2 separate regions of the Bombyx mori genome follow, and region 2 is linked to region 1. A link is a contact called in public Hi-C data. All regions are on one chromosome and are shown on one strand. The core of a region is the stretch at or near the end of the contact, and the rest is flanking DNA. Distances in the headings are between cores, read along the strand shown.

Region 1 (3,644 bases), core at 450-2,949:
GGTGACCCGCGGCTCTGGCTTCTCGCCTACAGCAGACAGCTCCTCCGCGAAATGTTTAGTTCAGGCACGGATATTATTTATTGTCTTGCCTTGAGACGAGTAAAAATTTTTGAAACAAAACTAAAAAAATGGCTATGAATCAATTTAAATTGTGTTTTAACTATATATGGCTTTTTTGGTCTACAAGTTTGCCGACCACCACTGATCTAGTTAGTAGGCAATTAATTTGAAACAACAGTTCGATGGGTAAGGCTTAAAAAAAAAACGTAAAATAATGAATCTTGTATGTAATAGAAAAAAATTAGATACTTTTATTTATTCTTTGGGTGACAAAAAATACCAGTGCCATTATCTTTTTATTTTTTATTTGATGGACGAAAATTGTTCACAATATTAACTTGTTAATTCATGTTTGCAAAAATATCGAATGCTTCTGTGTCCGCAAAATTCGAAATAAATTAAACCAAAGAGAGAAGATATTTTAGGGCGCGTATTATTACATATATTATTCCAAACATTTGTGCAACTTACGACCAGTGTTCAATAACAATAAAAAAAAAATTACACATTTATCACATTTAACAAATGATTATTAAATGCTTGTGAAATACATTTTGTTGAACACTGATCCGAAGTACCAAAGAGTAAAAAATAAAATAAATGCATAGTTTTAACAAATAGCTAAGTGGTTTTATTTTTAGATAAGGTATACGTGGAGATATCATGTTTTTTATTGATCTAATTATTGCATTGGGTCAACAAGCTCACAGCCTATTTGATGTTAATGCTTACCGGAACCCATATAAACTCGCACAAATAAAACAGACACGACCCATTAAATTTTTCGTTAGATCTTGGAGAGTCGCGATCCCGATTCAGTGGTGTAGATTAAGCGAAGCACTGCTTTTGTAAGAGCAGATGTCAGAAAATTTTCATGCTGAGCCTCGTCAGCTTGCCGACCAGTTTAGTAAGGTCAGAAGAAGCCATCGAAGCTAATGATAGGTAGGCAAAAAAGTGCATTTGGTTTATTTTGTCAATTTAGTACATATTTCTGCTTTCTTAGGCGTTTGTTCAAAATCACATCTATTTCTGCCGTGAAGCAGTAATGCGTTTCGGTTTGAAGGGTGGGGCAGCCGTTGTAACTATACTGAGACCTTAGAACTTACATCTCAAGGTGTGTGGCGCGTTTACATTGTAGATGTCTATGGGTTCCAGTAACCACTTAACACCAGATGGGCTGTGAGCTCGTCCACACATCTAGGCAATAAAAAAAAAACATGATCTGGCTTCCTCAGCTCTTCCAAAATACGTCACATGCTTGCGCAAATTTTGGCGGGAATGCAGCAGTGTAGTGATGCATTTTTTTATTTAGCCTTCACCTTTCAATATTACCCGTAACTTATTATTTAACGTTTAAATGAGCAAGTGTGGAGAAATGAAACAGGAACGAAACAAAGTCGTAGAGAAGTTACAGGGTGTGGAGATGTGAACAAAAATCGGCTTATATCATATATCTCTCGGGTTTTTATGAAAAGTCCTTTGAGGTCGCAGTAAATTTTCACCATTTGACTAAGACGCTAACATTTTATTTTATTCGATTCAATGTATATTTAAATGTGATTGAAATGGTTTCATTAAGTATGTAGGATGTGATACTTTTGTCTTTCCTGGTTTAGAAAAGCAAAACTTCCACTACTCTTTGACGTGTCGTTCGTTGTCATTGACGTTTGTCTTGTCATTTGTCATAACAAACAAAACAAATCTCAATGAGATGTGAGAGAGAGGTGCGCTTAGGTTTTTGTTTTTAAATAACATTATTAATTTAAAATATTAGAAACAAACAATAATATTATATGAAACATGGGAGTCGCTGGACAATCTATAACGCTGGCAAATAGCATTATAGGCGTTGGCATATTAGCCATGCCGTATTGCTTTCAACAAGTAAGTATCAAAATAGTGTATGATAAAATCGTTTTTTTGTTGATAATAAAATAATTTAAGTCTCAAATAAATTATAACCATAATATAATATTCATAAATAGAATAATTATGTTAAACCAATGGTAAGTCCGTACTTAAATAATGTAACTTGAATAAAATTTTCGTTCATTGTAAAAATATAATTTTGATTTACCTTGCTTGTGTTATCTAAAGATTAACAGAGCGAATGTCGATTACTTCGCCCACTTTACTTCTCACACTTTTTTACTTCGTATCAGAATCCACAATTGCGATCAATAGGATTTTATGGTCGAACCAAACATATTTACACAGGTGCTGTGAGGTGCCACACTGATTGTTATAAAATTCATGCAACAACGTTTGAATAAATTAAATAAAAACTACGACGTTTAAAAATATTGCAATAAATGATGATTATTATCAAGAAGATTAAATGTTATTAATATAGCAATATGCTTATCCTTCTTATCTTCTGAAAAAATATATAAGTACTGAAGTAAAATAAAATGTAATGAACAAGCTGAATTTAAAGCTTGGAAAAGAAAATTAACCTTCACTCAATACTCAATAAAATTAACCTTCACTCTAATGACACAAGATAAAAATTTATTATCATACAGTATTTGGGTGAAAAACTTCTGGTTTTCTGTTAAGGCTAGTTATATAGAAGTTTCTTTTCTTCTCTGCTGTCATATATCATATTGGCATAGGTAGAGTGTCTCACTCTTTGTATCTCTCATGAGATCGGTGAGAAACCTGATCATTTTGCTTGTATGTAATTTTGTTAGTCTCTTCTGGAAACTTGTAGCAAAAGTATCTCATATACTCTTTTAATTAACACTAAAATGTTATAGATAATAATTAATCTATTTATCATGTAACAAAAAAAAAAAACTATTAATTCTTTTCTAATTTTACGTTTTTCTTCACACATGTGAACATGCATGGAATCTTGTTTACTTGATTGGAGTTTAAAAAGTGAAAGTGGCACAAAGAAGCTTTCACATTCAAATGCTAATTTAAGATTCAATTCAATAGCTCTTAGCAGTCATGTATAATAAATAATACTTAGTTTCTGTTAAATCCAAAGAATATAATATTAACAAAAACATTAATCAGAAACGTATAATAAATTAAAGAATTTAAGGTAGCTAAAAGTATATTTGGATATTAATTGTACCGAAAAACCCAGCTCTCGTGATGCTTAGGACTACCTGATGGTATCTGGCAGGCCCAGGGTGAAGGAGAGATCTCCAAAAGGTAGGAGAAATAGGCTCCATGTGGAATGTATCCCCTTGCCTAGTCTGCCTAGGTTTAGAGATGTTTCTTCCGAGACTCGGACACAGGGTATTGAGTAACATAGGATTTATATTTTTTATTTGAATCAACTCTTAACATACACAGCCTCATTGTTAAAGCGTAGGCAGATGTTGGGCGATTTCGAGAAGAATATTTAATTAGCATTTTCTAAATTTGAAATCAATAACAACTTTGTGGTAGTTTCTCATAAATCTTCATTAGTCAAGAAATAGAAAAAGAAAAGGATTACTGTAATATAAATAAGTTTAACATTTCTAGAAATACATCACTAACCTCATTGAAACATCAACAACACATACCTAGTAATTGTAAAAATATATTTATTATTATACATAAAAAAATATTTTGATTGCATACTC
Region 2 (3,644 bases), core at 382-2,881, 37 kb after region 1:
CAATGCTCTATGAGTATAATAATATAATGTTATTGCCAACCCTAATAGTAGTAGGTCGTATTGTAGGCTTAAATCAAATCAAATGAAATCAAAAAATTTTTATTCAACATAAATGAAAGTACATACTTTTTGAACGTCAAAAGAACTACCGCCAATTCACAAAAACTAGCCTCCGTCCTGAGAAGAACTGGCAAGAAATTCAGCGGACATGTATTTTTTCTTTTCTTTTATATTAGATTATTTTTTTAAATATTCATACACGGATAGGTACCACCATCTTGCCTGTTTCTGCTATAAATCTTAGTGATGACGCAGTGACGTGTGGCCACCAGTTACCATTTAATACAAGCCACGAAGATCTTCCGCTCAGTAAATAATATTGAAGAGATATTACTCAATTTACTAATACGAATATATATTTGACTTACATCAAAATCTCTGTGGTCCAGGTGCCAAAAAGCTTGTGTGGCTTTGATGGCGGTGTTGCTCAAACCGAACATCGTTGGGAACTGCATCAAGCGTCGGATTACACCCTCGTACCTATAAATTGGACTCATATTAATAATAGTGAATAGTGAAAAACGAATAAGATTAGGATTTTGATGTATGTCTTAATTGAACAACTAGTGTCTTAACGAAGTCTTTAGTGTATTAAGATTAAAAAGTTATTAAATTTCTTTCTTTCAGCTAAGTAGGATTTTTTTTAAATCTTGCATAATGTATTGTTGACAAAAGGTTTTGCGAAATGGAAAATATTATCTTGCCCCAGGTTATAATCTCATAGATTGGTCACATTAATTAAAGTTATTACTTGTAATTAGCATTCGCTAAACTCTAGCTCACGTAGACTGACCCTTATGATGCGTGTCGTAAACGAATGTATTGTCAGTTTTTTGTTATTAATTATTATTATTATTTTATTGCTCCTGTAGAGAGACGAGCATATGGCCCACCTGATGGTGAGTGGTTACCGTCGCCCATGGACCTCAGCAATGCCAGAGGCAGAGCCAAGCCGCTGCCTACCATTAAGTAATCTCCACAAGCCTCGTTTAAAGACGGACGTGTCATAGCGCTCGGGAAACACAGTGGAGGGGAGTCAATTCCCAAGCCAGTTGGTACGTGGTTAAGAATTAAAAACCGTCACGTCCTTACGGATCCATCAGATCCAATAACCTTTGCGTTAGACGCCTTCAGCTCTAACACCAGAAGCAGGGACCCCGGTAACCGTACTCGTCGAGCTCGGCAAAGAGTTCGACGTGCAACCTAACCCATGCATCAGCCCGCTGAGTTCTTCGCCGGACTTCTCAGCGGGTCGCGGTTCTGATCCGGTAGTAGATTCATTCGTGAGGCTGTTGCTCTTGAGTTGTTAGGTCTCCTTCGGAGGCGCTCGGGCAGCTGTTAGCAAATCCCTCCCCTCCTGGCTGAGCCTTTGCTCGCCCACCTGTCCTGGTGAAAAGGCCACCAGTAACCCTTCAATTTTTTTTTTTTTTTTGTAACAGCCATACATACACCTATTAGGTTCAGTCGGCTTCCTTTCAATCATAAAAATTAAAAACCGTGTTCGGTAGGGCACACTGACCGCACGTCGTCGTACACCATGCAGTAGTCGAGCAGCAGGTAGAGCACCAGGGAGTGCTTGTGCTCGTCGGCGATGTCGGGCAGCAGGTAGAGCCGCAGCAGCGCGTACAGCGACGGGGGCGGGTACACGCCGCCACTCTCGCTGCCGCCCTTCATCCACATCCTGTTCAGGGGAAAACCTTTAGATGGGTGGACGAGCTCACGGCCCACCTGGTCTTAAGTGCTTACTGGAGCCCATGGACATCTACAACGTAAATTCGCCACCCACCCTGAGATATCAGTTCTAAGGTCTCAGTATAGTTACAACGGCTGCCCCGCCCTTCAAACCGAAACGCGTTGCTGCTTCACGGCAGAAATAGGCAGGGTGGTGGTACCTACCCGCGCGGTCTCACAAGACGTCCTACCACCAGATGATTGTCACTTCTCGAGACACATTCGAATAGAGAATACTGAACAACTTCTTAGAGAATATCTGCTTACTGAAACAACAAGGTGGGAGGCGCATTTACGTTGTAGATTTCTATAGGCTCCAGTAACTTCTTAACACCAGGTGAGCTGTGAGTTCGTCTACACAGCTAAGCAATAAAAAAAAAACAACAACAGAAATAAATGAGCTCATGAGCCCAACGATTTGACAGCGTATAACATCAGGTGACTTTGTCGCTTATAGACACCATTGCCTCGCTTATATCTGCCGCAAAGCAACATTGCGTTCTGAAAGTCTATATTCAATTATAATTTGCCTAATTACTGGCGGTAGGACGTCATGTGAGTCCGCACGGGTAGGTATCACCACCCTGCCTATTTCAGCCGTGAAGCAGTAATGCGTTTCGGTTTGAAATGGGGCTCTGGTAACCACTCAAAATCAGGTGGGCCGTGAGCTCAATATTTATCCGAGGTCTTAATGGCATATCCTCACAATGATAGTCTCCAGCAACCACTTTAAACCAACATGAACAATGATGAACTCACTGATGTATCCTATCCCCAGCAAACTCTTGTTCGATGAGTTGATCTATGTACAGCAGCGAGCAGGACGCCTGCGCGCCGAGCTCGTGCGACGCGTTGTCTTGTAAGCGATTTAGCTTGAGGCGTCTGAAACGTAAAAAAACCTTATATTAAGCTCTGGTGAAAATTGGTCTGAAAGCTTTTGTACGACCACCGTGTTTCACCGAGCGGGTGATATTGCTCGGTAGACCGACGGCCCGTATGTTATTCTTCGGAACTTGTATAATGCAAGCTTATCTTGAGAATGTCGTAAGCGCATTTGTCGAATATTTTGTGTTTTATGACGGCTACCGCCACATCATACCGCATAGAAAATTAGTCAGTGTTAAAATGATTGAAACGACGCGGTCTATAGGACGAGACTATGTCGATGTCCAAATCTGAAACTAACGATGGATCCTACAGCAGGTAAAAATAAAAATATAATAAAAAAATATAAAATAAAATCAATATAATTTTCTAAACCCGTACCGCAAGTTTATCGCGTGAGGCGACCTGCGTGCCTGTTCGAAGGATACGCCAACTACAGTTGAAATATCGCCATTATGTCGCCTGACGTAAGGTAGCGCGGGTCCTGCGTCTATCAACTGCAGTTAAAATATCAACCTTATATCGCCTGACGTAAGGTAGCGCGGGTCCGGTACCTCTTGGCGTAGATGGCGTGCAGCTGCTCGGCCGGGTACGGCAGCGCCTCGTACGCGTCCAGCCTCTCCGGCAGCAAGCCGACGCGTAGGAACCATTGCACAACTTGGAAGTACAGCGACACCGTCCCGATGCCTTTGTACTTCTCCTCGATTTCACTCAGGGCTGTGGGTAAATGGCTACCATTAATTGTGACGAGGGGGGTTGGGAGGGGGCTGTGACGTCACGAGCTCGTTTGCGAACGCACGGACACTGAAGTTCGTTAACTTTACGCGCTGCGTGCGACTCCGAATGATTCTCAAGCATCAATAATAATATCATGACATGTGACATCGTAAAAGGGTAAATAAATCCAAGGTCGAGAATTGGAACAAAAATAACTCTAGAAGCGCACTTCGGATCAGCGCAGTGGCTCT

The links. Hi-C and Micro-C count contacts between places; a contact is called where the count stands out from the background.
Region 2: a Hi-C map of whole pupa shows a contact between it and region 1, with 3 times the contacts expected there. The contact joins the enhancer-like site here to the promoter of LOC101739236 in region 1. A contact is called at or near these places in 2 of 7 Hi-C or Micro-C datasets (posterior silk gland and whole pupa).

The regions. Positions count from the first base shown.
Region 1 is chr11:16,442,985-16,446,628 of ASM3026992v2, forward strand. LOC101739236 (putative sodium-coupled neutral amino acid transporter 10) reads left to right here and starts at 1,700. Exons shown (of 10, transcript XM_038013998.2): 1 at 1,700-1,944. The coding sequence starts at 1,861. LOC101739371 (zinc finger protein 883) reads left to right here. Exons shown (of 3, transcript XM_062671246.1): 3 at 1-680.
Region 2 is chr11:16,479,825-16,483,468 of ASM3026992v2, forward strand. LOC101741033 (protein ELYS) reads right to left here. Exons shown (of 38, transcript XM_012696126.4): 13 at 3,231-3,393; 14 at 2,551-2,673; 15 at 1,580-1,741; 16 at 429-540. Among protein-coding and RNA genes, the nearest start is that of LOC101741033, 10 kb to the right of the region's middle. Within about 2 kb of position 1,632, at least 3 of the 8 cell types and tissues checked have open chromatin away from gene starts, as enhancers often do.